Regions from separate parts of the Sus scrofa genome. Here region 1 is linked to region 2. The links are chromatin contacts, called in public Hi-C maps. All regions are on one chromosome and are shown on one strand. Each heading gives the region's core, a stretch centred on a gene start, on an enhancer-like site or on the middle of the called end of the contact. The rest is flanking DNA. Distances are from core to core; before and after follow the strand shown. Region 1 has its middle 24 kb from the start of TNFRSF13B. Region 2 overlaps MPRIP (myosin phosphatase Rho-interacting protein).

Evidence for each region. Hi-C and Micro-C count contacts between places; a contact is called where the count stands out from the background.
Region 1: a contact with region 2 is called in a Hi-C map of retroperitoneal adipose tissue, with 2.4 times the contacts expected there. The contact joins two enhancer-like sites. A contact is called at or near these places in 19 of 47 Hi-C or Micro-C datasets (alveolar macrophages, brain, embryonic fibroblasts and 12 more) and 1 of 2 datasets of contacts at active chromatin or transcription factors (skeletal muscle).

The regions. Positions count from the first base shown.
Region 1 is chr12:61,220,720-61,223,419 of Sscrofa11.1, reverse strand. No RefSeq gene overlaps it. Among named protein-coding and RNA genes, the nearest start is that of TNFRSF13B, 24 kb to the left of the region's middle. Within about 2 kb of position 1,364, at least 26 of the 83 cell types and tissues checked have an H3K27ac peak or open chromatin away from gene starts, as enhancers often do. A contact at or near this core is called in retroperitoneal adipose tissue and skeletal muscle, where this site is marked.
Region 2 is chr12:61,128,334-61,131,033 of Sscrofa11.1, reverse strand. The region is part of intron 3 of MPRIP (myosin phosphatase Rho-interacting protein); the gene reads left to right. Among named protein-coding and RNA genes, the nearest start is that of MPRIP, 56 kb to the left of the region's middle. Within about 2 kb of position 1,418, at least 11 of the 83 cell types and tissues checked have an H3K27ac peak or open chromatin away from gene starts, as enhancers often do. A contact at or near this core is called in retroperitoneal adipose tissue and skeletal muscle, where this site is marked.

The DNA of each region.
Region 1 (2,700 bases), core at 115-2,614, 92 kb before region 2:
TTGACACGAGGCGGTGCCGGGTCCAATGACTTGCGTCCTCACAGGAAGAGGGAAGCGTGGGCGCAGGCGCAGGAGCAGAGACGCGGGCTGGGGAGGCCGGGGACGACCCCGCCCCTGGCTGTCGGAGGGGTCTCTTCCCCTCCGCACTGCCAGGGAATGGAACTCTGTCTGATGCTCTCTGCGCCCAGGAGGCCGCACAGAGCCCCGCGGCGGGAGGAAGCCGGCCCCGCGCGCCCCCCGCCTCCACCAGCAGGTGGCGCCCTGGCCGCTCGGCGGCCCCGGCCCGGTGTGGCCGGTGCGGCGGGTGATCCACGGTCGCGGGGCGTGGAGAGCGCCCTGCAGGCTCCGCCCGGGCCAGTCCCCGATGCCGCGGCCCTTGTCGGGGCTCCCACCCACCTGCGTGAGGATGGAGCGTGTCTAACCCCCGGGAGGGCGCGCGCGCAGCCCACCGTCCTCCCTCTCCAGGCCCGGCTCGGGGGGTCCGAGAACACCTGGCCCCCCGGGAGGCAAAGACCGGGCGGCGAGACTGAAGCCTGGCGCCCGCCGCCCCCGCGCCGACGCCTCTCCCTGCCTCGGTTTCCCGATTTCCCGTAGGAAACGCTGGAGTTCGCGGAGCGGGGGAGGCTCCGCCCCCAGGGAGGACTGACAGCCCCGAAACCCCGGGTGATTTTGGTGTTTATTTGGGGGCTTGTTGTTTCCGTTTTTTTCGTTGTGATACAGCACGCAGAACACAGACTTCGCCGTGTTAACGTTTTTCAGGGTTCACTTTGGGGGCATTAGGTGTGCAGGGTGTTGGGCGACCTTTGGCACCGTCACCTCCAGAGCTGTGTCGTCTTCCCAAAGCGGAACTCGGCCCCCTTAAGCCCGCATCCCCCCCGCCCCGCACAGCCCCTGTCCACCGGGCTTCCTCCTGTCCCCGTGGATGGGACCTCTGGGTGTCTCAGAGGGGGAATCATGCAGTGTTTGTCCTTTCGCTTCTGGCTTATCGCGCTCAGCACAATGTCTTCAGCTTCATCCGCGTCGTAGCGTGTGTGTGTGTGTGTGTGTGTGTGTGTGTCTGAATTTCCTGTCTTTTGACAGCCGCCCAACCTCCCATTGCTGGTGTGGACCCCATTTCTCCTCATCTGTGGATGGACACTTGGTTGCTTCCACCGTCTGGCTCCTGTGAATCACGCTGCTTTGAACATTTGTGTGCAAGTGCAGGTGGGAGGCTCTGTCCTCCCAGTGCCTGTTTCTTCAGGCCCCTGGAAGCGTGGGTGCCCCTGTCGGAGATCCAGCAGGCACCGCGGCATCAGCAGTGTGGCCTGTGCTTGCAACGTGCATGCCAGACCCAGAGCCGGGAAAGCAGCTCAGATCTGCCGCAGATTCATCCTGCAGGCGGCCAGCTGAGCGGGGGAGCCCGGGAAGGCAGGCTTCCGAAACAGAACCACCCCCGCCTGTCACTCTTCTTCCTAAAAAGGCTCCATATTCAGATGTCTTCTTGCAAAAAAAAAGAGAAAAGACAAAGAACCTTTTTACCTTGAAACATCATCACTTATGATCCTTGAAATCTTGCACATGTAATGTTTATGTAACTGCGTTCGTGTGACACACAGAGGCTTCAAAGCTGCCTGGTGCGTTTGGGGGCAGAGGAGGAGGAAGAAGAGGTGAAGAATTGCTCTGCCTGGTCTGCTGGCAGCCCAGCAGTCCAAGACCCGCTGGGCAAAAGCTGGTGTCAGCTCTGTGGTCACACTGTCCGGGCTTCTGCCCTCCCATATGCCAGCAGGTTTTTACTGCCTCCTGGAAGGCAGAGCCAGGCCAGCGAAGGGGCAGCTATAGGCTCAGGATAGAGACAAGCTTTCAAATGATTAGAAAGGCAATCTCGATAGGTGGTGAGCCCACTGTCCCCAGAGGTATGCAAATAGAAACTGAAAGACCATCGGTAAGGGATAGTGTGACAGGCAGAGAGTGGGGGGTTCTTAGAGGACCTCATTGGCCCAGGAGTATTTGCCTACATCCTTTTTTTTTTTAGGGCCACACCTCTGGCACACCGATGCCCGGGGGCTAGGGATTGATCAAATCAGAACTGCAATTGCCGGCCTACACCACAGCCACAGCGTCTCCAGATCTGAGCCATGTCTGTGACCTGCACCACACATCACGGCAATGCCAGATCCTTAACCCGCTGAGCGGGGCCAGGGAATCAAACCCATGTTGTCATGAATACTAATCGGGCTCTTAACCCACTGAGCCATCATGGGAACTCCGAGTGTGTCGACATCTTTTGAAACTCTTTGCCTCACTGGAGGAAGCATGCTCACCAGGCCACCTGTGACTACACGTGGAGTCCTGGGAGGCAGGATCCAGGAGGGGCCTTCAAAGTGTGGTTTTTTCCACCCAGACAACAACCGGGCCAATAACAGCACTAGGTCCTGGGGGGCTGCCTACGGAGGGCTGCCCGTGGCGCCTCCTCTCGGCAGGAGAATTGTGTTAAGAACCAGGATTCTGAAGCCTCACTGTCTGGGTCCACCTCCTGTGTGCGGCAGGACGGGACCCCGTGGAGGACGTTTCCTTCCCAAGGCCAGGAGGGAGGCCTCCACTCCAGGCAGGCCTGCCCTACGTGAACCACCACTGTCACCGTCCCTGTGGGCGTCTGCTGTGTGCCAGCTACCCTTCCGGTAACTCACTAACCCTCCCAAGCTCTCCAAGATGCCTCCTTTC
Region 2 (2,700 bases), core at 169-2,668:
CCTGCCGGAAGCTCTCGTTACCTTTCTGTCCCTCCCCACCCCCCCGGCAGACCTGGCCAGCTGGGGATGCCTGTGATTCAGGTTCCAGTTTCTCTGTCACTAGATCTTTTGGGTTCTTGTAATAAGTCTTAGGATTTTTCCCCTTGGGCTTCCAGCTCGTGTGGGTCCTGCTCAGCCCAGGCCGCTTGGTTTCAAGGCCCAGCAGCATGGTTGACCAGAAGGATGTGTCTGCCTATGTGCCCTGTGGTCAGCGCAGCACCTGTGCTGGCTGCGTCCCCTCTGCCGTGTTCTCGGCCAGGCTGTGGAGGCAGGAGTCTCTCTGCCTTGCTGGTCCCCTGGGGCCTCTTGGGGCACCAGCTGTCACCTCCCACCCGGCTCTCGTCGGGGTGCAGTCGCCTGGCATGGTCCCCCTTCCTGGTCTTGTGAGCGTCTCAGTGTCCCTGGAGAAGGGAGGCCTGCCATCTCCCTCTTCCTTCAGGCTGCCCGAGGTTTCATTTTCTTTCTGAATGTGGTTGGTGGGGCCTTTGGGTGCTAACCCAGCCCTGAGTGCCAGGCACCCACAGTACCGCCTCTCGTGATGCAGTGTCGGATTATAATCCAGACTGTAAGACAGACACTGTGCGTCCACACCGCCCCCTGGGAACTCACTGAACACAGAGATACGCAAGGGGACAGCAAACAGTCACCTGAGCAGGAGGAGTCCCAGCATCCCATCCAGGGGGCGACTCCACCCCCGAGGAGGTGGCACTGACTCCCCACCCCTCCCGCGTGGGGCCCACAGGGACGTCCCTCCTGGGAGGACAGTGGGGACGGGGACACCCCTGGAGGGAAGCCCGACAAACACACCTGAGCCAGGCGCTCGAGGTCAGCGCCGAGGGGGACGGGCCTGCTCCCTGGCCGAACCCCCACCCAGTGTAACCCTGAGGAGGGCCCCGGCGCCCCACTGAGTCCGGCGCGTCTGAGCGAGAGGAGCTGGGGGGACAGGACAGCGAAACGGCCTGCGGGTGCCGGCCCGGACCCGGACGGAGGGCACAGGGAGAGCTGAGCGGAGGGCGGCCTCTAGTGACCTGCTGCGGGTCAGCCTGTGGCGGACACAGCACGCCAGGCAGGAGGCGAGCACCGGGGGACACGGAGAGCTCCGCACTCCTCACGGCCTCCCGGGAATCTAAACGGAGCTAAAAGCTTATTTTAAAGTAAAGGAGTAGCACCGAAGAAACGGGAGAAAGGGCAGGCGTTTCTAGGCCAGGCGGCCGGGCAGGGCTGGGAAAGAGGGGCCGCCAGAGTCGCCCTTGGAGGACGGCAGGACCCTGGCCTCCAGCCGGGACACCGGCCGGCGTCCAGCGCAGGACGGGGCTGGGATCCCAGGAGCGACGCCACAGGAAGGGTGGGCTCGGGTCACGGTCGGAAATTCCTCCCTGAGCCCTGGCACCCGCCACCGTGACCTGTGTCCAGGGGCCTCCGTCGCTGCCTCTGCAGTGGGAGGCCTGGTGGCGGCGGTGAGTCAGAGGTGGCGCTGGGGACTGGCTGTTGAGGCCTGAGCCAGCACCTTCTCAGACCTGCACTGTAGTTGCAGGACTCTCTCTCAGACGCTGATCAAACCAAGGCAGCGGCGGGGTTCCCGGCGTGGCGCGACAGAAGCCAACCTGACGAGAACCCATGAAGACGCAGGTTCGATCCCTGGCCTCACTCAGTGGGTTGAGGATCCAGCGTGGCTGTGGCTGTGGCTGTGGTGTAGACCGGCAGCTGCAGCTCTGATCTGACCCCTAGCCTGGGAACCTCCATGTGCCGTGGGTGTGGCCCTAAAAAGCAAAACAAAAAAGCCAAGGCAGCAGCACCGACTCAGGATTGAGTCCACTGGCGCCTCCCCTCTTACTTCCCCCTCTGTCCCTCTGTCCCCGACCTGCACCTCAGTCCCTCCCTGCTGCCTGCCTGCCTGCCTCCCTGCTGCCTGGGAACCACCTCCACCTCCCCCGAGCCCCTCGCCGCCACCTCCCACGCGTGTGCTTCCTCTGTTTCGCTTGCAGGGTCGGCTCTGTGAGGCCAGAGGCGGCTGCTCCCTCGACACTTGGGGCTTCCCTGGGCCAGAGACGGAGCTCGCGCCACAGCAGTGGCACCCTCGGGTCCTTAACCAGCTGCGCCATTAAGGAGACTTTTTTCTTTTTTTTGGTCAGGCCAGAGATTGTTGTCAAGTTGTGTTTGTTGCTGTGTTCTCAGTGCCCAGAGTCGGGCCTGGCACATGGTAGGTGCTTGATGAGCGCCTGCTGTCTGGGTGATCACTGTCGAGTGGCCCATTGATGGTCATGTGTCTGCTCTGGAGGTGGTGCCAGCCTCAGGTCATGGGGACAGAGCGTTCATTTAGCCGAAGCCCCCGGTGTCTGTGCCGCCTCTCCTCCGGTCGAGCTTGTCTCTGCAGCCCGTCTTCTGAGCCTGGCCCTTCCCAGGTGCCTCACTTGACAAGCCTGGTCCTGGGGCCACGAGGAGCCTTTACCATCCGCCTTGGCTGTGCCCGGCCTCCTTGCCCTGTGCTTCCCGCAGGCTGTGGTCAGACTTGACGTCTGCGCTCATCTTTCCGTGGCGGGTGCTGTGCCCTCGGGCCGGGTGTCCAGTGTGTGTGTGCGGAGTTGATGCCTTTTGCAGGCAGTGGCCTGTCCTGTATCCCCGGCCCCTCCCGGAGCAGCGCCCCCTCGAGGGAGCCAGCCG